7 separate regions of the Mus musculus genome follow, and regions 1, 3, 4, 5, 6 and 7 are each linked to region 2. Evidence: chromatin contacts called from public HiChIP or PLAC-seq and promoter capture Hi-C data. All regions are on one chromosome and are shown on one strand. The core of a region is the stretch at or near the end of the contact, and the rest is flanking DNA. Distances in the headings are between cores, read along the strand shown. Region 1 holds the start of Vmn1r199 (vomeronasal 1 receptor 199). Region 2 holds the start of C230035I16Rik (RIKEN cDNA C230035I16 gene). Region 3 holds the start of Mrs2 (MRS2 magnesium transporter). Region 4 holds the start of Pgbd1 (piggyBac transposable element derived 1). Region 5 holds the start of BC005537 (cDNA sequence BC005537). Region 6 holds the start of Zkscan8 (zinc finger with KRAB and SCAN domains 8). Region 7 holds the start of Vmn1r192 (vomeronasal 1 receptor 192).

Region 1 (3,107 bases), core at 335-2,834, 1.0 Mb before region 2:
ACTGAAAACTTTGTTTTTATGTTAAATCTGTTACTGCTGCTGAATTCCTTGGTATTAATGCCCAGAGCATTATTCACTGTGTTCAGATATTTAGGATGATGTTGTGTTTTCCATGATGCTGTAGAGGAGCAGATGAAAGGCAATAACTGACTTTTAGAGTCATGAAGCCATCTGGACACAAACCTAGGGAAGAAACCAGGTTCACACATACCAAGTGTGCAATCACCAGGGTATAGACATTTAAATAATCTTGTGAGCTTGACAGGAAGGAAAGCAAGGAACAGAGGCATTCCAAGTACTCAGAACACACAAACCCATGGAGACACTGAAGCGATCCAGATTGCTCTTATTCTAGGAAAGTTGCCCAAAGCTTGCTAAAAATAGCCACGGTATGAGAATGGAGCTCCAAACATCATACTGCTGAGGTTTAAGTTCTGAAATCAGCTTAGATTGGTGTAGAACAAAGCAGCCTGCCTGACAAACAGGTTGGGAAAGAAACAGGAGGAGAAGCAGGCTGTAAAGCAAGCTGACATAACCGCTGCTCACAAGGCCTCACAGAGGCAAATGTCATCAGGACCTCTTAGATGGGAGAGTCCCTGCTCACAACTGTATACTCCAACCTTCTCTGCTGCATACAGCCAGAATGAGGACTCACAACTCATAAACTTACATACATGTTTACTCATCTCATGGCAATACCTAACACCTCATCAATCCCCTCTTCCATCTGCCTTACCAGCCACTGGTACAAAGCTGCTCCATGCTCCCTTAAAGGTCCCGAGGTAACTTACTCATGTGCCTCACACATGCACTAAAGACATCCCCTTGTATCACAGCCCTCTGCTACCCAGTATCCCAGGAAGCATTCTAGAGCTCAGCTAGACATCCTCCATGCCTGGAACCTGGTGGTTAAATGAATTTTTCAGGATATCTTTTGGTCATTCAGGCTTAACTGCTGGGCCCTACCCAGAAGGTTATTCAATTTGCTTGACATAGAGGACTGCCTTTAGAAAGTACCCAGTAATCATTTGTATGGAGTGAAATCACAAAATGGTCAATATCTAAACTTTTAAAATATTAAAATATAGAAATACAAGATACAAACTTAGGAGACAAGTACAAATCTAGACATTGTTGTGCTAATCAAGATGCAGATAAGAAAGGGATGTAGAACAAAGAGATGTGAAAGATAAAGTAACTAAAAGTGAGAGATGCTGCAGGTGTGGAGCAGCAGGGTTTCCCAGTGTCTGTGTGTGATGTGGGGAAGGCAGACAGGTTCAGCATGAGCCTTGGGCTTTAGGAACTGGGTGAGGAAATATGAAGAAATACAAGGAGAAACAAGAAATTTTGTTTGGGGAAGCTTGAAGTACAATTCAACTATGCTGAGAGTTAATGAGGGTAATGCATAAATGTAGACAGACAGACAGACTCACAAACATGAACATGTCAGTTTTACTAGTGTAGAGCTGTTAAATCAAAAACCTTTAAAAAAATTTACATAGCAATCAAATACCAAACACTTGTTAGTACAGGTTAACCTAGAGCCCACAGGAAGAGAGATGTTTCTGAAACCTCACATGCAGCATGCATCCACCACTGCCTCTTGAACACCAGAAAATGCTCTCATGCAAAATGTGCTGTTCAGATCCATGTCCAGCATTACTGATTCTTTCTTTAAAATGTATTTGCATCCTGCACACAAGGAAGGAAGAAATGATTTTGAAGTTAATTAAGAAAATACTTTTTCTCTTCATGACTGTGCTTGGCATTATGGGAAACATGTCTGTTTCTGTGAATTACATGTTCAGTTGTTGGGGAAGCCCTGAGAAGAAACCCGTACACCTTATTCTTATCCACCTGGCTTTTACAAACACTGTCATCCTTCTTGCAAAAGGACTGCCAAAGACTATTGTAGCTTTTGGTTTGAGAAATTTCCTAGATGACTCAGGCTGTAAGATCATTGTTTACTTGGAAAGGGTGGCCCATGGCCTCTCTCTCTGCGCCAGCAGTCTCCTCACTGTGGTCCAGGCCATCATCATCAGCCCCAGAGCATCTGGATGGAGGATGCTCAGGCCAAAGTCTGCATGGCACATCCTTCCATTCTTCTTATTCTTTTGGTTATTCAGTGCATTAATAAATATGAACCTAATAAATTCCATCACAAGTACAAGACTGAATATATCACAATTTAAGACTGATAGCAATAATTGTTATTTTATGTTACCAAGTCAGAAAATAAAAGGGATTGTTCTCCCTCTCATGGTCCTGAGAGATGCAGTCTTTCAGGGTGCTATGGGAGGGGCCAGTGGCTACATGGTATTTCTTCTCTATAAGCACCACCAGCATGTCCTCTACCTTCAGAACTCCAAGCTTCTTTACAGAACTCCTCCTGAGCTGAGAGCTGCCCAGAGTGTTCTCCTTCTGATGTTCTGTTTTGTTTTCTTCTACTGGACAGATTGTGCCTTTTCCCTAATTTTAAGTCTCTCCTCAAAGGACAACACCTTAATGGTAAATCCTCGAGAACTTCTGACCCTTGGTTATGCAACGTTTAGTCCCCTGGTGCTGATTCACAGGGATGGGCTTCTGGTTGAACGTTGGCATGTTCAGTGGGAGAAATTGAGAAAATGTCTCTTATTTATATGTTCAACAAGGAAGAAGAAACTCTCAGTTCTGCAATATTGTGGGTAAGAAAAAATCCCACACAACAGTTTAGGCATGCATTATTCTCAAACAATAATCTTGGTTATTCAAGCCTTGCACTGAGGTTTATCTTAGCAAATTGCAATAATCAAGAAATCCCAGGGGCTAAACCACCTACCAAAGAGAACACATGGAAGGACCCATGGCTCCAGCTGCATTTGTAGCAGAGAATGGCCTATTTGGACATCAATGGGAGGAGAAGCCCTTGGTCTTGGGAAGGCTCGATACCCCAGTATAGAGGAATGCCAGGGCACGGAGTTGGGAGTGGGTGAATAAGTGGTCAAGCACCCTAATAGAAGCAGGGAAAGGGAGGATGGGATGGGGGTTTCTGGAGGGTAACCTGGGAAAGGGAAAGCTGATAACATTTGAAATGTGAATAAATAAAATATCCAATTTAAAAAAAAAAG
Region 2 (3,265 bases), core at 433-2,932:
TTCCTCATCTTCGACCACAACTGAGCATTTGGGAAGTTAACAACCAGTCCAGTATTACTGGAACCCAAAAATTTGTTCCTGCTGGAAACCTCTTACAGCGAGTGTAGTCACACAGCAGATGGATCTGAGCCTTGGAAATGGGCTAGTCTTTTGATCCTGTTCCATGCCTACACTTCTCAGTCATTTGAAGGATAAATAGAGGTCAGATTGGGCAGATTCTGTCTGATAAGAAGGAAGAATCTAGACAGTGGTGAGTGTCAGCTCAAGTCTGACTATAAGAGGAATAACAGTGGGTTTCGTTATACAATTTCAGCATGTGAAATTTAAAATCTCTTATGTGGAGGGAGTTTCTTCCCACAGAAAACCATTCTCTTTTTGTCAACCCTGACTGTAATAAATAAGCAAAAGAGAAAAGCTAGTGTTGCGGGTGGTCTAAAGTCCCTGGAAAGACCTCGTATGGGCTTTTTGCACAGTTCAGAGACATGGGGTCAAATTTCGGGATGTGTGTTTCTTTTTCTTTTATTTCCTTTCCCTATTTGTTTATTCATTTATTTCTTCATATTTACAGGACTTGTTTTCTAGCTCTGACTAGCTGGTATTCATGAAGCTATCCAGGCAGGCCTCCAACTCACCCCCACCACCCACCCCCGCTGCTGAGATACACCACCCCACAGCTGGCTCTAGAATCACTGACTTAAATGTTTCACTTTCTCTCTTTTAGTTCTAATTATCTTGCTCCGATTTTATTGAGTTTTAAAGAAATAAACATTAAGCCCACAAGCAGAAGTCTTTTTGACGAACTTTCAAAAGAAGAGGCAATTGGACTTGTGCTTGTCTGCTCGAGACCTCACCACAGCCTTATCTGGAACCTGGAACGGGAACCTGGAACCACACCTGATACTGGCACTCCGTAAATCCAAAAGGAAAAGGACAAGTTTGCATTCTCCCTTTTTGCAAATTTTTTTTTAGGCCAAAATCATATATGTATCCACTTCTAATCGAAGGTAATGGAACGTTTCTGAAAGAAAGCAGAAGGATCATGACTCCGGGGTCATCTTCAACTACACAGTGAATTTCGGGCCATGGCTCTACCTCAACAAAATTACCAGTTTCTCGATATTTTCTTTGGAAAAATTAATTTTGAAACTCCTCGAAACAGTGCCTGCAGGGAAGAGAAATTAACCAGGACAGACCCTTTCACTTTTGGCCATGTGGCCTCCGGCAGTGATTTTAAAAAAAGAAGAAAAAAAGAAAGGAAGGAAGAGAAGAAAGGAAAGAGAAAGAAAGAGAAAGGAAAAAAAGGAAAAGAAAAAGAAAAAAAGAAAAAGAAAAAGAAAAAGAAAAAAGGAAGAAAACAGCCAGACAAAGGACTGACCTTGATGAGCGAGCCTTCTGGAGCCGTAGAGACCAAAGAATCGATTTCTGGATACTGTCGTAAAAGTTAGAGGACCTGAGGGATGTGAGGATTGGTGCAGACCAAGGAGTGAGTCAAAGTCGAGCCCAGGGAACTAGATTGCTTTTCTCGGCCGAATGTTTAATTCCCATCTGGCATCTGGATTCTGTGCACAAGGTCCCAGCACCGTTGTTTCCGTGCTCTCCGCGTCCTGGTCCATTTGTACGCACCCCTGTGCGATTCCCAGAACTGGCGGTACCGTCTTTCATTTATAGAGGGCGCAAGTAACCCCGGGACTGTTCCGTGACAACCAAGCCACAATCTCACTTTTTGCTATGTAAAACAAGATGGCCTCAAAGAGGGGGCAATTCTCCTGCCTTAGGACTTCTTTCTTCCCCTTCCCTGCAGTTCTGGGATTATAAAACACCAACCCTAACTCAGGAAACTCTTTCTTAAATACTCCATTTTACTTTCTCCACTTCAGTTTTTATCATCTTGTTCGGATTTTATTAGACATAAAAAAAATCATATCAACAAACACACTAACACCCCCTCCACCCCACCCCCACCCCCACCCCACTCCCACTCCCACAATTTCTGTTTGATGAGCTGAAAATAACAGCGAGCATTGAATTACATCCAGTTATCAAAAGGGAGTAAGGTAGCAGCCACTTACCATCAGAAGGGGAATTAGCTCAAATGGTAGAGCGCTCGCTTAGCATGCGAGAGGTAGCGGGATCGATGCCCGCATTCTCCAGTTTTGCATTTATGCCTGTTTCTTTTCCCATCATACCCTGCTAGAACAAGAACAACCAAATCCGTTACTTCTAACCTCTATAGTTAAATTTCAGAAGTTCTCTCAGCAACCCGGAAGGGCCTAGTTCCTACCACACACTGTTCTCCAGGAAATGGCTTGGAGCTCTGGAGTTGGTATTTCCTGTTTTCCTATCAAGTTCTCACAGCTTTCCCTTTGTTAACGCGCAAACGCGTTCCCTTTGTTGAGACAGGGAAGCGTATATAGCGGTGTTTGGATCTAGGTCGTTTGCTTTTTTTGTTTCAGTTCAGTTACCGGCACTGGAATATCCCGGAATACAGCCCAAGATATGGAAAGAAATGTAGGACCAGCTCTTGTGGGTTGGAACTTACTGTGCCTTGCAGAAACGCCTAGTCCAGGACTATCTAATATATTTTATATCCGAGGCCCAAACGTTATCTTTAAAGAAAAAAATTGAACTATTTTCTATCTTTCTGAAAATTATTTGCTTAGAGAAAAGTTCTGACACATGGGATGGAAGGTACAAGAAATTGCAAGCACAAAAACCCTTGTACAACTTTCGATATGTTGAACTGAAATCTTTGTCAATTACTTTGTCTTACTTAATATTAATCTCTCATTGACACGATTCTACAGGTAACTGATTTTGAGAGCAGGAGTAACGCAGTTTAAAAGGATTAGCACAAAATTAGCAAATATGCGCTACTGATAGGTGAGATTTTCTTTCTTTTTTTTTCTTTTCTTTTTTTATTTTTCGAGACAGGGTTTCTCTGTATTTTCTTTGAACTAAATCTCCTCTTGCATTTCTCCCCTAAAACTGCCATTCCGTTTCCAGCAATGCCATTTGTTTTGTTTTGTTTTGTTTTGTTTTGTTTGTTTTTTAAGAGAAACGCTCTAGCAGCGTTTTAAAGCCCTTGCAGCACATTAAAATCGCCTGTATAACTTTTTAAATTCGCATCCCCTAGGTTGTAAAATGTCTCCAGGTCATTCTGATTTACACCAATTTCCCCCCAGACTCTTGAAACAAAACCATCGTAACATAGTTAAACCAAAAGCTTGAAGGAACAGGATTTTCCTCCTGCCGTGAGGTGATAGGA
Region 3 (3,336 bases), core at 367-2,866, 1.6 Mb after region 2:
GCTTCCAGCTAATCATTCTATCCATCTTCTTACCCACCACTTCCATGTACTAAACTCATACAACTTGTTAACTGAGGTCTGTCTGTCCTTGCTCTGTGATTAGAAAGGTCAGTTGGGGCTGGGGCAACCAGTGCCTGTCTAAAATGCACAAGGCCCTGGGCTTTGTCCAAAGCACTGTACAAAAGTAATAAAATAACACTTACATTTGTTTATTGGGTGTGTTTGAGTACTGTGGAAGTCAGAAGTCTATTCTCTCCTTCTACCATGTAAGCTCTAGGGACAAGAGTCACAAGTTAAGTTCCTGGGTCTTACAGACCACTTGGTTCCCAAGTATTATCAAGGGAGGAAAAAAGCTTGTGGCAAAAGACCTGGGTGTGGGGAAGGGGGTGTTGACTGACAGCAGCTCATTATGGGAAAAATTTAAGTACAATTCAAAAAAGAGTAGTAGCCCAAACCACTCTTGTCAGGACTGTTTCTGTGCAGTCACATTTGTGGAAAACGCTGTCCTCAGGTTTCACCAAAGCATCAGCAAAGAAAGACTCCTCTGTCTTCCCCCAGCGTTTTTTGCTCCCTTGGCTGGCTACTTGCAGAGTAGACTTCGCCAAGGGTTAATTAATGCTCATCACTGGCTTCACATTCAAACTCAGTTCTAGGAATTCCCTACTTTATTCCAAGGCAACTATGTAACTGTATCAATGTGCCCAGAAGAAAGTAACATAATAAACAGAATTAATAACACCCCAACCTTGCTAATTGTAGCTTCCTGCTGCCCAACATCGACTTTGGTCTGGGCTCCACAGCAGAGTTTCAAGCCAGCTTGGATTACTGTGAGACCACGACTCGAAACAAACAAAACTCCCACCTAACAGAATTCTGGGACACGAAAATAGAAGGGAGCATAAGGAAGTAAAAGGGCCAGTAGGATGAGGGGGTTTCAGGAAAAAGTATGTATAAAAGTGCTGTCATAAACCCTTTACTTTGGGCTGAGCAGATGGCCAGCAAAATGCATGCCGCCAAGCCCTGCGTTAAGACAACTGATTCGAGCAAGCTGTCATCTGACCTCCACATACAAACTCAGAGAAGGCCGTTTAAATGCTAATTTTAAAACAATAACAAAACAAACGAAAGTAGCCAATGAGGCGGTTAACGCTTCTAACGGCTTCATTCAGAAGGATGAGACCGGACTGCTGTCAATTGGCGGCCAGCCTGGGCAACACAAGGAGACCCTGTCCCAATAAGCAAGAAACCGCAATCAAGTCCTCGCAGTGCTGGCCGGAGCACTGAGGGCCGGGTGAGCCCGGCAAGGCCGAGCGGCGGTGAGGATGGCGGGGCCAAGGGCAGGCGGGACAGAGGCCGCCGGGGCCCCGCGGGACGCGCGTACCTGCAGCGCGGGCTGTGCTCGACGCTTTCGGGCTCCGGGAGCGCAAAGGGGTCGCGCGGCCGCCGCAGGCAGCGAGGCTCAGGCGCGCGACCGCCGTCCACAGGGCCCTCCGGGGCTGCGCGGCGCGGGGCAGCAGCCCGGGCAGGCAGCGCAGGCATTCCATGGCGCGCGGGCAACCGGGAAGCCGCCCCAGGACGCCGGTCCGACATGCCGGAACTCGGGTCAACCGGCTCACCGCGACAACCGCGCACCGCGCCTGCGCGAGCCGTCCCGCGCCTGCGCGCTGCCGTCCACGCATGCTCCGGCGTGGTGTCTGGTGACTGCCGACCCGGTCTGCGTCCGTAACAGAGCCAGGACGTGCAAGTGTGAAGGTAGACTGACCAAAGCAGCTCAGCTCCGAAAGTGTCCATTGTTTCGAGGAGCTGCGGATTGATTCTACTTTCTGGAAAGGTCCCCTATGTATCTATGTATGCACAAATATACAGTTGGGAGATGAGGAAGTTACCACTATTAGTAAATCAAATAAGTTTTATTTAAGGCTACTGTGTTTAAAACTCACTTTGAAGGGACAGTGCGTTAAGCTTTTGCTGTAGAACAAGGAAAAGCCCAAGCGAGCAGTGTGCTGGCGCATAGCTGCAATCCCTCCAGAGTTCAAGGTCATTCTTAACTAGAGTGTAAGGCCAGTCTGCACTACTTGATATCAGTCTAGTTAATCACACCCCTCAGCCCGCCCCCAGAGAAAATAAATATTTGTCAATAGACTTGTTGTTTACATCACAATACTAAAGACAGACTTGAGTTTCAGAACTTTCTTCACTGATATATGAACATGGAGCTATGGGGATGTTGGACTATTTATCTTGCCGGGCACTAAGGATTGAGTAGAACAGTGGGAAGCTGTGGACAAAAGGAAAGTTCCAGAAGAGACCATGGATGTTTGGCTTGGACACCGAGAGCTAGAAGTACTTTAAGCATTGCTAGTAGGACGAGCCTTGAATGTACAGAAAGGACATGATAGAGGTTTCACTTCATTAGAACTTTGATGTGCTAAATCTTTGAAAAACATGTGCCAGGAAATAGTCATTCAAGAAAAATAATTATTTAAAAAACACTTCATTGCCGCCGCCCCCTACCCCGCACCATGACATGACCTTTGAAAAACATTGGGCAAGTGCTGGCAGCTGTTCAGACACATGGTCTTGTTAATAGTCCAATTTATGTTTATTGGTTTTTTGTTTTATTTTGTTTTGTTTTTCGAGACACGGTTTCTCTGTGTAGCCCTGGCTGTCCTGGAACTCACTCTGTAGACCAGGCTGGCCTTGAACTCAGAAATCCGCCTGCCCCTGCCTCTCGAGTGCTGGGATTAAAGGCGTGCGCCAACCATGCCCGGCTTTATTTAGGTTTTTAAAAGCAGGGTTAGGACATTGAACAGAACACCTTGGACATGTCAGGCCAATGTGGCACGTTGTTACTCAGGACTCAAAACTGTCTGAGCAGTAAAGCACATATTAGGTCATTGTATCCAGCCCTAGAATTAGCACCAAATCTAGGACTTTTCTCCACCATGAAGTTGTTAAAAGAAAAGGTAAAGCCACTGCAAATTAAGGGAGAAAATGGACAAACAGCACATCAGGTTAACTGCAACAAGACAAAACGAAAAACCAACCAAACCAACCAACCAACAAACAAACCAACAAACAAACAAACAAAAACAAAAACAAAAAAACCCACCCATGACTATAGTATTCTATCTGAAAAAAAAAATCAAACCAACGTCAAGCTGGGTGTAGTGGTATGTGCTATAACCTAAGCCCATGGGAAATGGAAGCTGAGCAACTAGAGTCAAGGCTAGCCTCGGCTACATAGTAAGGTCCAGGCTAGCCTTATCCGAAAAACAAAATCAATCGGTCTCCTGCAGAGGGGATCCATCTTGCCTTGTATCCTAACTAGTCCCC
Region 4 (3,216 bases), core at 24-2,523, 2.0 Mb before region 2:
AGTTATTCAATTAACTAGGTCTATATAATAATGTCTCCATCAAAATTCAAAAGGCAGGATGTGGAGCTTCCAAACAGTTGGAGACTGATGCCTCCACAGAGGGCATAGAAGTACCACACCCCTTATTCGTAAACACAGGGATATCTATCCCTGCTTCACCTGAATCCTTTGCAATACGCTTTGTAACACGTCAGTAAGCATGTTTCCTGAGTTCTGTGGGATCTGAGCTCTGGGAGCAGTTAGTAAAAACCCTGATTTCCAGCCAGTGGGTCAGAAGCATAGGTAAAATAAAGTGGAACTTAGAACTGATGTTGAAAGTGGGAACCAGTCTTGTGTCTTGTATACACAGCATATAGGAACCATCCATCTGCACCGAATTAGAGAGCTGCAAACGGTGTTCAGAGAGGAAACTTTGCTTGCTTGCTGGTGAGGACAAACTTCTAGCGTCCTTTGAGGTCAGACTGCCATTACACACACACACACACACGCACACGCACACGCACACGCACGTACAAAACCATGGCAACCATCAGAAACTTCTCCTTGGGCTAACTTCAAACTCCCAGAATCCAATCTTACCTGCGTCTCCCGTTTAGTTTACCACCAAGTATATTAAGCACCTAATTATTTTCCATGAGTAAAGTTAATCCTAGAATAAAAGAAGTTAGTTCCTACCTACTAAAAAAACCATGGACTTCCCAGTTCCTCGAATTCAGGGTGACAGTTTTTTTTCCTGCTCTGTATTGGTCTATCCTTCCAATGTAAATTCCTACTGACACAAGACCTGCTCTGTACCTGCATAATCTATCGTGGCTACCCTCGAACCTAAAATAGGAATGGGAAAACTGAGCCACACAGGTGGCAACCGGGTGTGCACCTCTGGGTGCACGTACTCCGTTCTCCAGCTTCTATTGCAGATCACTGCACAGCCACCCCTGCTCCTGGCAGACCTCTACATAAACTAGAATCGCAGCACGTACCTGATACCCAACAAAGACCGGACGAACGTAATAGATGTACCTGTAGTGCCTTCGCCAGGGCTCTAACCTGCCCAGATCTACGCTAAAATTATATACGCCAGCGCCCAGCAGCTAAGGGTGTCTATTTGCTGCTTAAAAGTTTAGGGAACGTGTGCTACGAGGACGTGAGGATGTGCCGAAGCTCATGAAAAAAGCCTGCGACCAGAGCCAAGAGGCCAGAGCGCCACAGCCTGGCGGTTCTTGCTGTTAGTCTCCGAGCCCGCGACGATGAAGGTCGGCGGGAAGGAGTCCAAAGGGATGAAGGACAGGGGGCACTTCCTGCAGACGGAGCTGGGCACCGAGGGGGCACTTCCTGTAGTTGGAGCTGGAGACTCACTGGCAACTTCCGGCAAGCGTTGTGCTCCTTAGAAGCCTGGTGACAATCTCTGGTGCACCGGTGGAGCCAGGTCGTGGTTTTCCTGACCCGCACCTCTCCTGGTAGTTTCGAAGAAACCAAACACGCGCTCATTTCCGTAAATCATTTCAACAACAACAACAACAAAAAAAAAAAAAAAAAAAACCAAAAAACCCTGTAGGATGTACCTGAGGGAGCGCTCTTGCTTGACATACTTACTGGGTTCGGTCCCCAGCACCACAAAAGAAAAATTTTCCTAGACTGTCTTCCATAAAGACAAAGCTGAGTTGGCCTTTACAGGGTCTTGTGCGGACAGTCAGTTGGGTAAATACCCAACAAAGCCCTAAGGTGAGTATACAGATTTTATATGCGTGCAAAATCCCAGGTAGCTTGAATTCAAAAGTTAACCATATTTACTTCCTGTGTATTCGACTGGGAGATCATATGACAACTTGGAGCTCTCTTGCTTTGTGGGTCTCAAGGATTGAACTCAGGTGTGTTGGCAAGCACTTACTGGCGGATCTACCACCACAACCTTCCTAGAGATGTCTTATAAATTCTCAGGACATTTGGGAACGTTTTGTTCATCGAGAATAATAGCTTTTGAAGCACTTACGGAAATCAAAATGTAAGTTTGCACTTTATTATTTGGCTAAGACAGCAATCCTTTTTCTATAGCAGCTGAAAAATATTGTTGTTTTGAGTGTTTATGAACATCCACATGTGCATGTGGGTATGGAGGCCAGAGGTCGATTCCTGAGGCTTTTCTCTATAACTCTTCAACTTTATTTTTTAGACAAGGTCTCTTACTGAATCTTGGGGCTCACTGATGCAGCTACATTGGCTGCCAGCAAGCTCTGGGGATCCCCCACCCCCAGGGGGATTATAGCTCTATACTACCATCCCTACCACTGTCATAGGCATTTTACCAACCGAGCCTCTCCCAGACCCATAAGCATAAACATCCCAACAATATTCCGTTGTATAGGGTACAATAATTTACTTAACTATCCTCAATAATGCAGGTTTAGTTATATTCTTTATTAAGTAATGCTGTAGGAAACACCATTTAAAAATCTTTACTTTCTTTTTATAGCTTTAATTTTATTCAAAAATTACTTTGAAACTTTATTAACACTTTACAGACTGTTTACAATACTGTCAATATCATTATTTCCATAGAAAAGTATTCTCTTTACACTATCAATAATTATGTTTTTATGTTGCTTTAAATATATTTGTTGAGTAAATATTACACACACAAACTGACGAAGAATAATGTGCATTTAAAATTTTGATAGTTCTCTAATTTTTAAGGGCCATGCTGTTTGGAAGTAAAAGGAGAAGCTAAGAGAAAGGCCAGAAAAGGAACATCACTTTCACACAAACAGTGATGCATAAAAGGATGTTCCACAGTAGAGATGTAAAGCATGTTCTAAGACTGTGTTTCTTCTGAGGCTTAGGAATTACAAGGGTTACAATGCCTGTTACATGCACGTTTGGTGTGGATCGGAGTTAAACATGAAGGAGACTGATCACACGCTAACACTGTTATTTTGGGTGGTGTTGAGGACCTAACCTTGGTCCATGCCATCAGTTTTTAAGGCCATATGACTGCTGAAGTTGCAACTATCACATGCAAAGTGTGGGCAAAAGGTCCAAGAGAGGTTCTTCTCAGTTCAGCCAGTCCCTTTGTGCAGCTCTCCCCAATTTTGCTTAGAGTGTATCTTAGGTCAAATCTTAACAAAGGAAGAGGGCCTTATTTTGTGCAGAGCAAAGTTTGGTTAAAAGGGGATGAAACGAGCCAGGAGTGGTGGCACACGCCTGTAATCCCAGCACTCG
Region 5 (2,933 bases), core at 347-2,846, 1.4 Mb after region 2:
GAGAAGATGGGACGTAGGTCTGAGGTTCTCGGGGATCCCTGTTCACTGTGGTGGAGGAATCACACGTAGAGTTCGGCTGCCTCTTCCGATCCTAGCAACAACGCATACAAGGGCTTCTGTCGCTTAAAGCCCGAGGTCCGTTCGCCTTGGTGGTGCAGGAAGAGGGGTGAGGATAGAGGCGCATGGACTGAGGCTATACTCGTTGGGGTGCAAGCAAGCTTCATTCCGCTAACTCGAAATGATTTCTCCGTTGTTGCCAACTGGCCGACTTCTAGGGAATAATAAAATGACCCTAACCACCCTTCAGTCTTCCGGGTTTCTTCCTCACTCTGGCCCTTCCAACACCCATTTTTCCGCCCACTTCCCCGGCTTTGGCTTTTGAGCATCTCTGGAGCAGTGATTCTCAACCTCCCCATTGCTAAGATCCTTCAGTACTGTTCCTCATATTGTGCTGACTCCCAACCGTAAATTTCTGTTGCTACTTCTTAACTGTAATGTTGCTGCTGTTATGAATGTTAATGTTTTCCGATGGTCTTAGGCAACCTCTATAAAAGGATCATTGGATTCTCCCGTATGGGGTGCGACCCACAGGTTGAGAACCGCTGCTTTAACAGGACCCCCACCCTACCCCACCCCCTAAGTCCAACTACCGCTCCCCAGCATAGCCCAGGGTGGAGCTACTCTCTCCGCTTCGTCATGGAGGGCGTAGGGGGCGTGCTCTTATGACGTAAAAGGACGGGGCGGGGGAGACCTGGACAGCCTGACGGAGGGACAGAGGGGCGGAGGGAGTGGCGGGAGACCCTTGCCACGCCTTAGGACTTTCCATATTGATAAATAGGGGAAATGTGTGTTCTCAAACACCCCTAGGAAAAGAAGTATCTTACTGAAAGCCTAATTTCAAAGCTACTCACTATTTATACCGACTTTTATATGTCACACATTACTAGCTTTTCGGTTTTTCTGTCTCCATAACTGTGAAAACCTTCACGCTTCTTTTCCCGCCTCCCCCTTCAGTTTTTGCCACAGATGGTAGCGTCCGGGGCGCGCGCAGGCGTAGAGCGCTCGGGGCGGTGCCGCGGAGGGGCGGGTGACGCAGCAGCCGTCGCTGCCATTTTAAGTTGTTTGTTCTTGTTTCTTTTCCTCAAACGCGACTCAGCCCCGGACCCGGGAGGTTCCAGCGGCAGCCGCTGCTTCTGAAGCCACTCCGGTGCGGGGGGTGGGGGAACCGAGGCTGTGGCCCCGCGGACGCTCGACCTCCTCCTCCGTTGCGGCTCTCTCCCCCCATCCGTCGGGGCTCTCTCTTGGACTATCTTCCTGAACCGGACTGTTGGGCGAAGCAGGCCTCGGGAGCCGACGCTCGAACCGAGACAACTTTGCCGGGCTCACTCCGCGGACAGGCCGTAGCGCAGGGCTCCCCTCCTTCCCTCTTCCCTCCCGCGCGCTTTCCTCTTCCTCGCCGTCTCCCCCCTCCCCCTACCAACCCCGCGCCGCGTCCTTCCCTCCGTCGCCGCCCGGGGCGCCGAGCCCGACTATGGGGCCCAGGTGGGGGCTGAGTGGCGGCAGCAGCGCGCGTGGCCCGGCCACAGAGCGCAGCGCAGCGGGCATGGAGGGGCTCCGTCGGCCCGTCGTGTTCTCTTGACATGGCTCCCGCCCGCGCCACGAGCAGCGCCCCCGCCGCCGCCGCCGCCTCCTCCTCCGCAGCCGCCGCTCCGCCCGCAGGCTGCGGCTAGACGGCCCACCGACGGTCGGCCTGCGAGTCCCGCTCTCCTCTCCGCGGGGACCCCGCCCTGCCGCCTAGATCCCGGCCTCTCTGTCCCCTTGGGAAACCACCCAGCCGCCCCCACTCGGGAAACATGGGCTGTTGAACGGGAAAAGCGAATCTAGAACCCGGGAACTTCATTCCTTGCTTTTTTTTGGGGTGGGAGGGTGGGCTTCCTTTTAAGAAGTAATTATTATTAACACGATTATTCTCTTCTTTTCCCCTCCTCCCAACTGATCCTTCCTACTTAACTCTCTTCCCGCCTCCTCTACCCGGGCGGGAATTGTTTCCACATTGAAATGAGTGAGAACCCGAGTGATCCAGTGTCTCCCGTGGTGCGAGTGAGTCGCTGCCGCTGAAGGCCAGGGGTTGTGGGTGGGACCTGGGGGTCGAAGGCAGGTGATCCCCGGGCCCGGCCTGGGACGTGGGAGAACCCGCCACCTTAGCCTCAGCCATGCTCACACGAAGATAATCGAACTCCCTACCATCCCGAACTTGAACGGGGTCAAATTTATACGGAGGGCTCCCCGGGGAATGTAGAACCCACCGCAGGGCTAAGGGTGCTTGGATCCCGGGCATTAATCAGGGCTAATCACAGAGCCGGAATAACTATTAATACCGTTTAATAGACCCCCCTTTCCCTCTGCCATCATGGTTCTCCTTGGCAGCAGCGTTCGCAGCCGCCTGAGGGTGAAAACGTGGGTGATGGGGAAGTTGGTAATGACTCCGCTGTTTTTTCTCATGACTCCTTTGGGCAACAGCTGTCCACCCCCGGTATACACTGTAGTTGATTGCAGGGAAACCCTGTACCTCTCCCCTTCTTTCTCTGCTGATTTTGCACTTTTCTCTTTGCTCACCACCAAGTGTAATCAATAGCAAAGCACTGACAGTTCATAGCAGTAGTGAAATCTGAAATAACTAAGAATTAATCAGGTACTACAGCCATGGATCTGGCTGGGTAAAATCCAACTGGGGATTTCAGTTTCATTCACCTACCCTGTTTTGGTGGTTTTCAGTTTTTGGGTTTTTTGTTTTGGGGGGGGTATTTTTTTTTTCCCTGTATTTGGGAAGCAACATCACAATTTTCCCTCCCTTTTCTCAATTTCTTAATCCCTTTTCTGAAAAGGGACTATGCGAATGGGTTTCAAGGATTGGACCGGTGTCAGCTGTGTTT
Region 6 (3,404 bases), core at 111-2,610, 1.9 Mb before region 2:
CTCTAATAATTTTGTGCATACACATTGCAGTGTTGGAAAGTACCTACAGAGAAACACTGATCCCTACACACCATCCTTGAAGAACATCTGGTCAGGATGATTGCCTTATGAACGGAAAGGCAACAATCTTAGGCTTATTCGGGATCGAAAATGTTAAAGCCTTGAAAACTAAGGAAGGCACAACTCAAATACTGGCTTCTCAAGAGATGCAGGAGATGTACTTTCCTTTCTGATTAATTAAACTTGAGAGATGTCTGAGAACCGAATACAAACCAGGAATGATAATCTCCAGGTTTTAGAGATTAAGAAGAAGTAGATGAAACAAACATGCTTTGTAGTTATCTGAAATGGCATTCATTCATTTTGTTTGTTTGTTTTGGAGATTTTAAAAGTTATTTTAATAAGGCTTGAGCATGAGGGTTAGGAGAAAGGCACTCAGGAGAGGGCCAGACGCACAAGCGTGGCTATGGGCTTCTCAAGGAAGTTGCTTTGATGAATGCTTTTAAGACTGACATTTTTATATTTAACCACAAGGAACTCAAAACGTGCACATTCACTAAAATGATGATTGCTGCATAGCAATACTTAAGTGAATCGGACAAATAGAAGTATGTGGTCAAGTGGTGGTCAACGTCTTAGAAATCCAACAGAGATTACTCATGAATGACCCGAGTTTTGGGAATGGGAACCTACCGAATTTTCAAGATTCTATTTCAGTTAGCTTTAATAAACTAGGTAAGCAAAGTATTCTGAATAAGGTTTAATTTTGTTACCCCAGAATTACTTAAAGTATTTCTTTTGCATACAACTGTTCAGCCATTACATGAACTACTTTCATAATATACTTCTTTTATGGGTAGAAAAAAAAAAAAAAGAGTAACAAAAAAAAAAAAAATCAAAGATTTCCACGTGGGGTAGAGGCTTCAAAAGAAAAAAATTATTATCTTTAAAAATGAATTTTGAGACCGATCGGCAAAACTGCTGAGTAGAAACAGTTGGTACACGGGCCGGCTTTACAAGTAAGAGCGAGTGCAAAATTATATACATGATGACTGGCGATGAGGAGAGCCATCCCGTAGGAAGTTGGGGCCGGGTGTCGGCCTGCTCAGCGGCGGCAGGCCCTGAACCGACCCGCTCCCCGCTCTCGGGCCTCCGCTGCCCGAGCGCCCCTGCTCGGCCCAGCGCACTCACCGAGAGCTCCCCACGCTGCCCGAGGGCGGGAGGCGGCACAGCGCGGACAGGGAAGCGCGCGAGGAGACGCGACGGACACCGAACCCGAGCGGGACCCCTGCAGCCGCTAAGTTCCAAACCCTTGGAGCCGCAGAGCCGGGCAGCACGCATCTTGCCCCACAGCCACTTCCGGAAGCTCTCTAGGAAGCTCGGAGGTCTGACAGCTCTATGGTAGGCCAGCAAAAGGACCGAGCGCCCTCAGCTACACCAGGTGGAGGGCGGCTATGCGGGACATCCTGAGGAGTGACATAGCTTTAAGTCACCTAAGCTTTTGTCTGGCCAGCCTCGGGCTTCAGGTGACAAGTTTAAGAGTTGGGTGGCTGATCACAGATCCAGAGGCCTGCGCTGGGCTCAGGAGTATACTTAACGGATTTCTCTTTATTCTTCTTAGTTACCTTGTGCTTTCCCATTAATGCTTCATGATTACTCCAAATTCCCAACTTTCACTGCGTATTGAAGAATTTAAACCTTTGTAGTTCCTAGGAACAGTAGTATATTTATAAAGTTCCTACTGACCATTGCTTTCTCTTTGACTATGAGTGTTCTCATCCTCCAGATACTTATGGTTGGAAACAACAAAACGTCTACAAAATAACCAGACCCCTAACTTAAAATTTAAATAGAAAATTGGTGGAAAACAATGAACATTGGTTTACTTTTTAATGTCAAAGACAACTTTTATCTGTTTCAACTTGTTGAGATAGAGTTGGTGAATCTCATTCTCATCTCGAGGAAATGAGGCAGAGGACATGTGAATGTCTTACCTAGTGTCATATAAACGAATGGACAAGCAAAGAACTAGAACAGAAGGGAGAAGTCATATTCAGCCAGGAATTGCCAAGCTTGGGTCACAAGTGAACACAATAGACAGGGTTACATTTTGTTGTTTTGCTAGTTTAGATCAAGTCTCTCTGTAGCCCTAGCTGGCCGCAGGGCAAACTTCCTGCCTCACCTTCCCAAGTGTTGGGATTAAAAGCATAAATCAAGTGATTATAAATTTGGGATTATAAAATTGGTATTATAAATGTAAGTCAATACAAATAGGTTAAAGCCTTCTGAAGTTGATTCCTCTTTCAAAACAACTAAATTAGAAATAAAAGAATATTTGACTCATATTCTTTGATTCAAGTTTTTAAATGATGATTGAAGTTTTGCCCACATTATGGGCACTCGTGGTCTCTAAGGTAGATTCTGTCTATTAATCCTGAGCACTAAGTAATTTTTGGTACTGTTCTCTTTTTAGTAGAACTAATTTACTCTATAAATTCTCTGATACCTAGTTAGAGCCTAACTTATACAGGCTTTCCACACTTTATGTACCCATAGGGTTTTAGCCTATATGGATTCTCTGATGTTTAATAACACCTCTGTGCCCACTGAGATCTTTCCCATACTCTATGTTTATAGGACTTCAGTGTGTGTTCTATAATTTCCAACAAGATGTTCTTGTTGAATGAAGGTTTTTCTGCATTTATTACATGTACTGGCTGGTTCTGTGTGTCAACTTGACATAAATTAGATTCATCAGAGAGGAAAGAGCCTCAGTTGAGAAGATGCCTCCATGAGATCCAGCTGTAGGTCATTTTTTCAATTGGTGATCAATGGAGGAGGGCACAGTCTATTCTGGGTGATGCCATCCATGGATGATAGTCCTGGTTCTATAAGAGCGAAGGCTGGACAAAGCAGGGGAAGCAAGACAGTAAACAGCCTTCTCCATAGCCTCTGCATCTACTCCTGACTCCAGGTCTGCTTGAGTCCCTGTCCTGACTTCCTCCAATGATGGACTATGATCTAGAAGTGTAAGCCAAATAAACCCTTTCCTCTCCAATTTGCTTTTTGGTCATGGTGTTTCATCATAGCAATACAACCCTATACAAATTGGTACTGGGTATAGGGTATTGCTGTGACAGACCTGATTATGTTTAGGGGGAGAAATGTGGAAGGACTGGACATTTGGGCTAGAAGGACCATTGATTGTTGAAACCTCAGTGTTCTGTAGGAGCTTGGAAGACAAGAATGTTGGAAGCAGTGCTGAAGACAGAGGCTTGGAATTTCCCTCTGAAATTCCAGAGGGAAGATTAAAGATTCTATCAGGGCCAGTTGCTGTTTTGATGTAAGATTCTGTGGTTAGAATGTAAGATTCTGTAGTTAGAGCAATATTTTGATTTTATAAT
Region 7 (3,310 bases), core at 104-2,603, 1.2 Mb before region 2:
AATAGCAATTTCTGATAGAAGTTTTACCTCTAGCATTTACCCGGTACACATAAAAGGAGAAATCACATGGCAGAGATGATGGAATAGGAAGATGGTAAGAATCCACTTTCAACTTGCCTAGAAACCCTCAATAGGACTTAAGATTGTGCAGTACCAGGGTGCTTTAGAAAAGGAACTCTATTCCCATAATATTTAATTTTAATATAATATTTAACTGTGATAAATAGAATATTAAGGCAAATGACAGTTTGATGAGGAATGCTGCAATCCCAGCAATTAGAGTGCTGAGTTACCTCAAAATCAGCTTCTGTTGCATGCAGACTGCCAGGTCAATCTATGGTGCATAGCAAACATTATGTCCCCATATCTAAAATTCAATATGGAAAAGCAATTTATAATGCATACACCTTTAGCTCATAGAGATTAGATATAGAATATATGTTTGTACTTCTTAGTGGGCATGCAAGACATTAGGAACACGAAAATCTCTGCTGATCAGAACATAGGGGCTGAAACTAGCATAACCAAGTTCTAAAAATGTTTTCATATTTAGTGAACTAGAATCATGTGTCACTGAAAAACCTGTGTAGAAGGAGAGAATGAAATCTACCCAATAGAAGAAAAGGAAGCAGGTCATAAGAGTGAGAACCCTCCATGTAGCTCTGATTTCTGGAGCAGAGTTGTTTGCAGACCTGGAGCTGTAAAGGTAGAGGACATGCTTGTGATGCTTATACAGATGGAGAGCCATGGACCCACTGCTCCAGCCCATGAGACTCTGAAAGATGACATCACGAAGAGTCATGAGAGAGAGGAAAAACCACTTGATGATGTGTCTTGATTGGAGCATATAGCAGTGGCCAATGAATGTTGCAGCTACAGACCTGTTCAAGCTACTGCCTGCTTTGATGTAGGAGAGCAAGTTGGAGCTTATGAGAACATTAACAATCCAAAAGACAAGGATAAAGGGAAGAACTTGGCATGCTGTTTGTGGTTTGAGCTTTGTCCAAAGGGCAGTCCTGGGACTGATGGTGATAGCCTGGACCACACTGAGGAGACAGGTGGTGCAGATGGAGAGGCCCCGTGCCATCCTTGCCAGATAAACCACAGTTTTACAACCAGTATCACCTAGGAAGTTTCTGAAATAGAACACTGTGGCTATATCTCTGATCCCTGTGCTACAAATAATGATTATATTAGAAAAAGCCAAGTGGATGAGAATAAGGTCAACAGGCTTTTTCTCAATCCACAAGGCAGGCATGTATATATGTCTCACAAATATTAGGGTATTTCCCAGAATTCCAGGTCCAGTCAGAGAAAGAAAGATTATTGTGTGGATAATATTATTCCAGTTCATCTTCTGACTTTATGCATAACAGTAGGAATAATCTCCTTAACACATGTAAGATTTTCTATGTTTATTCTGATGAAAATAATGGTCTCAGCAATGTAAATTCATATGTTTCTTTCCCTGAGGATGGTTGATCACAGTCTTTGTTTTTCCCGTGGAAGTGATGATGGCTAAAATCAGGGCATAAACCTGATAGTTTCCTGCATTTCACGACAATCCTTTGTTCCTCAAGTTCACATGACCATGTTCTTCCCAGACAAAAGCTTTATGCATGGCATCACTTTGGCATTTTTAAACCAACAGAGTCCTGAGCATTGGCCTGGCAGGCTCCTTCCTTTTCCTTCATGTCACCCAGTGTGAGTTCAGGCTACTAGACTGTCTTGTGCTTCATCCTGGCCTCTTCACTGACCCATATGCAACCATCACTCAAATGTTGTTGAACTCATAAAAAGCTTGTGGCTTCTCAGAAAGTTGTGCTTGGTCAAGTGGACCAGGTTCTCAGCTGAGATGATATGGTATCTCCTCTTCTCAGGCCCCTTGACCATAAATTATACACAGGTTAATGACTTAGTCAGGGTATGAAAATCTAGATTAATGGCCTCAAAGTGGGACTAACTGTGATTAAATTTGTGTTCCCAAAATGCATGTGTGGAATTATAGTGAAAGTGATTTCTTTTTTACCTTAATTAATTAACAAATTAAATTAATCCTGTGTTTTGTTTTGTTTTGTTTTTCGAGACAGGATTTCTCTGTATAGGCTGTCCTGGAACTCACTTTGTAGACCAGGTTGGCCTCGAACTCAGAAATCTGCCTGCCTCTGCCTGGGCTGGGATTAAAGGCATGTGCCACCACGCCCAGCTTAATCCTGTTTTTACCATGTCTCTTGGGAACACTTCCCCTAACAAAACTCCAACAAAACTGTTCTCGAAGAGTCTTAACAAAGGTGTACCTTCCCGATTGTTTTAAGATGGGTTTAGTTTAGTGATGTATTTAGTCAGAAATCTGTCAGCCTGCCAGACCTCCCCAATATCTCACACTGTGAATGTAATCACTTTATGAATGGTATGTTAGTTTCTCTGTTTTTCCTTTTTCTTTTTTTTCACTTTGTTTATTGCAGTAAAAAATGAGCCTTGGAGGCTGAAACTTACTCCATTTGTATCACACCTCACAAAACACATAGAACTTCACACAACAACCTTAATTTCAATTTGTCCTTCACAATTTAACATTTCATCTACGTCAAAATCAGTTCTGAATTACTTTGAAACCCTCCCAAAGACATGTTGACTTTGGTGCTTACATTTCCACAGTAATATGTGCTGTATTATCCAGGACTGATCTTTGCCCATTCCCCATGCCTCATAGCATCTGTTTAGTGCTTTATCACTTAAGATTATCCTTGTCCCTGCCTTCAGAAGGCTCTGCTGCCTGTGTATATTTTCCCTTCCTGCACAGGGCAGTGAGCAGGCCTCAGAAACACCAGTTTGTATGCTTTATGTAAATATTAGTGTAGTGCCTGTTCAAAAGATCATAGGTTGCTCAAGGAAACTGTTGATTTAAAACTGCACTTTAATCACAGATATAAACTGACAAAGCAATTTGCAGAAACATTTGAGTTGGGCTCTTCCCGAGGACTGATAAAGCGCAGTATTCTGGAGAAGTCAAATCCCTTGGCATAGTTGGTAAATATTTAGCACTTATTCCTTTTTGTAATGTCATGAGCTTTTAAGAATTTTACTAAAAAGCAGGGGTTATCCTTGAAGTAACTTAACCAACAATGCTCCATTTTCTATCAAAATATCTCTGTATTTATCTGTTTATAATTCGATGTGTTTTAGTTGTACCTTTGTGATCTCTGACTCGCCAATAGCAAGACTTATAATGATACACACACACACATATGCATATGCACACATATACACACACATGTCTATCCCAGGACAATTGGGAAGAAATACTTAT

What was found. Promoter capture Hi-C pulls out the DNA fragments that hold promoters and counts their contacts. HiChIP or PLAC-seq counts read pairs in DNA pulled down with a chosen protein or histone mark.
Region 1: a contact with region 2 is called in a promoter capture Hi-C map of hippocampal neurons, with 2.6 times the contacts expected there. The contact joins the promoter of Vmn1r199 here to the promoter of C230035I16Rik in region 2. A contact is called at or near these places in 2 of 39 promoter capture datasets (hippocampal neurons and liver), 1 of 115 datasets of contacts at active chromatin or transcription factors (embryonic stem cells) and 2 of 9 other capture datasets (adipose tissue and embryonic stem cells).
Region 3: a contact with region 2 is called in a promoter capture Hi-C map of pre-B cells, with 4 times the contacts expected there. The contact joins the promoter of Mrs2 here to the promoter of C230035I16Rik in region 2. A contact is called at or near these places in 1 of 39 promoter capture datasets (pre-B cells) and 1 of 484 Hi-C or Micro-C datasets (B cells).
Region 4: a contact with region 2 is called in an H3K4me3 HiChIP or PLAC-seq map of bone marrow-derived macrophages, with 5 times the contacts expected there. The contact joins the promoter of Pgbd1 here to the promoter of C230035I16Rik in region 2. A contact is called at or near these places in 6 of 39 promoter capture datasets (the HPC-7 cell line, cranial neural crest, hematopoietic stem and progenitor cells and 3 more), 2 of 484 Hi-C or Micro-C datasets (B cells and CD4 T cells), 5 of 115 datasets of contacts at active chromatin or transcription factors (astrocytes, bone marrow-derived macrophages, craniofacial prominence and 2 more) and 1 of 9 other capture datasets (liver).
Region 5: an H3K27ac HiChIP or PLAC-seq map of bone marrow-derived dendritic cells shows a contact between it and region 2, with 9 times the contacts expected there. The contact joins the promoter of BC005537 here to the promoter of C230035I16Rik in region 2. A contact is called at or near these places in 1 of 39 promoter capture datasets (pre-B cells) and 1 of 115 datasets of contacts at active chromatin or transcription factors (bone marrow-derived dendritic cells).
Region 6: an H3K4me3 HiChIP or PLAC-seq map of bone marrow-derived macrophages shows a contact between it and region 2, with 9 times the contacts expected there. The contact joins the promoter of Zkscan8 here to the promoter of C230035I16Rik in region 2. A contact is called at or near these places in 8 of 39 promoter capture datasets (the 3T3-L1 cell line, cranial neural crest, frontonasal cranial neural crest and 4 more), 3 of 484 Hi-C or Micro-C datasets (all in CD4 T cells), 5 of 115 datasets of contacts at active chromatin or transcription factors (astrocytes, bone marrow-derived macrophages, embryonic forebrain and 2 more) and 3 of 9 other capture datasets (adipose tissue, macrophages and pancreatic islet).
Region 7: a promoter capture Hi-C map of liver shows a contact between it and region 2, with 5 times the contacts expected there. The contact joins the promoter of Vmn1r192 here to the promoter of C230035I16Rik in region 2. A contact is called at or near these places in 2 of 39 promoter capture datasets (cranial neural crest and liver), 2 of 115 datasets of contacts at active chromatin or transcription factors (embryonic stem cells and large pre-B cells) and 1 of 9 other capture datasets (pancreatic islet).

The regions. Positions count from the first base shown.
Region 1 is chr13:22,380,954-22,384,060 of GRCm38.p6, forward strand. It overlaps Vmn1r199 (vomeronasal 1 receptor 199), which reads left to right and starts at 1,585. Exons shown (of 1, transcript NM_134213.1): 1 at 1,585-2,688. The coding sequence starts at 1,585. The coding sequence ends at 2,688.
Region 2 is chr13:23,429,335-23,432,599 of GRCm38.p6, forward strand. It overlaps C230035I16Rik (RIKEN cDNA C230035I16 gene), which reads right to left and starts at 1,683. Exons shown (of 4, transcript NR_015492.1): 1 at 1,376-1,683; 2 at 895-1,018. It overlaps n-TAagc13 (a tRNA gene), which reads left to right and starts at 2,078; the gene lies at 2,078-2,150.
Region 3 is chr13:25,018,701-25,022,036 of GRCm38.p6, forward strand. It overlaps Mrs2 (MRS2 magnesium transporter), which reads right to left and starts at 1,617. Exons shown (of 11, transcript NM_001013389.2): 1 at 1,382-1,617. The coding sequence starts at 1,544.
Region 4 is chr13:21,439,780-21,442,995 of GRCm38.p6, forward strand. Pgbd1 (piggyBac transposable element derived 1) reads right to left here and starts at 1,274. Exons shown (of 5, transcript NM_001162920.1): 1 at 981-1,274. Zscan26 (zinc finger and SCAN domain containing 26) reads right to left here. Exons shown (of 6, transcript NM_001347491.1): 6 at 2,401-3,216. It overlaps 4930470G03Rik (RIKEN cDNA 4930470G03 gene), which reads left to right and starts at 692. Exons shown (of 4, transcript NR_151504.1): 1 at 692-1,722; 2 at 1,857-2,002.
Region 5 is chr13:24,800,061-24,802,993 of GRCm38.p6, forward strand. BC005537 (cDNA sequence BC005537) reads left to right here and starts at 1,597. Exons shown (of 5, transcript NM_024473.3): 1 at 1,597-2,933.
Region 6 is chr13:21,529,754-21,533,157 of GRCm38.p6, forward strand. It overlaps Zkscan8 (zinc finger with KRAB and SCAN domains 8), which reads right to left and starts at 1,361. Exons shown (of 6, transcript NM_139141.4): 1 at 1,192-1,361. Gm32724 (a long non-coding RNA gene) reads left to right here and starts at 1,316. Exons shown (of 5, transcript XR_001780870.1): 1 at 1,316-1,401.
Region 7 is chr13:22,186,695-22,190,004 of GRCm38.p6, forward strand. Vmn1r192 (vomeronasal 1 receptor 192) reads right to left here and starts at 1,354. Exons shown (of 1, transcript NM_145845.1): 1 at 452-1,354. The coding sequence starts at 1,354. The coding sequence ends at 452.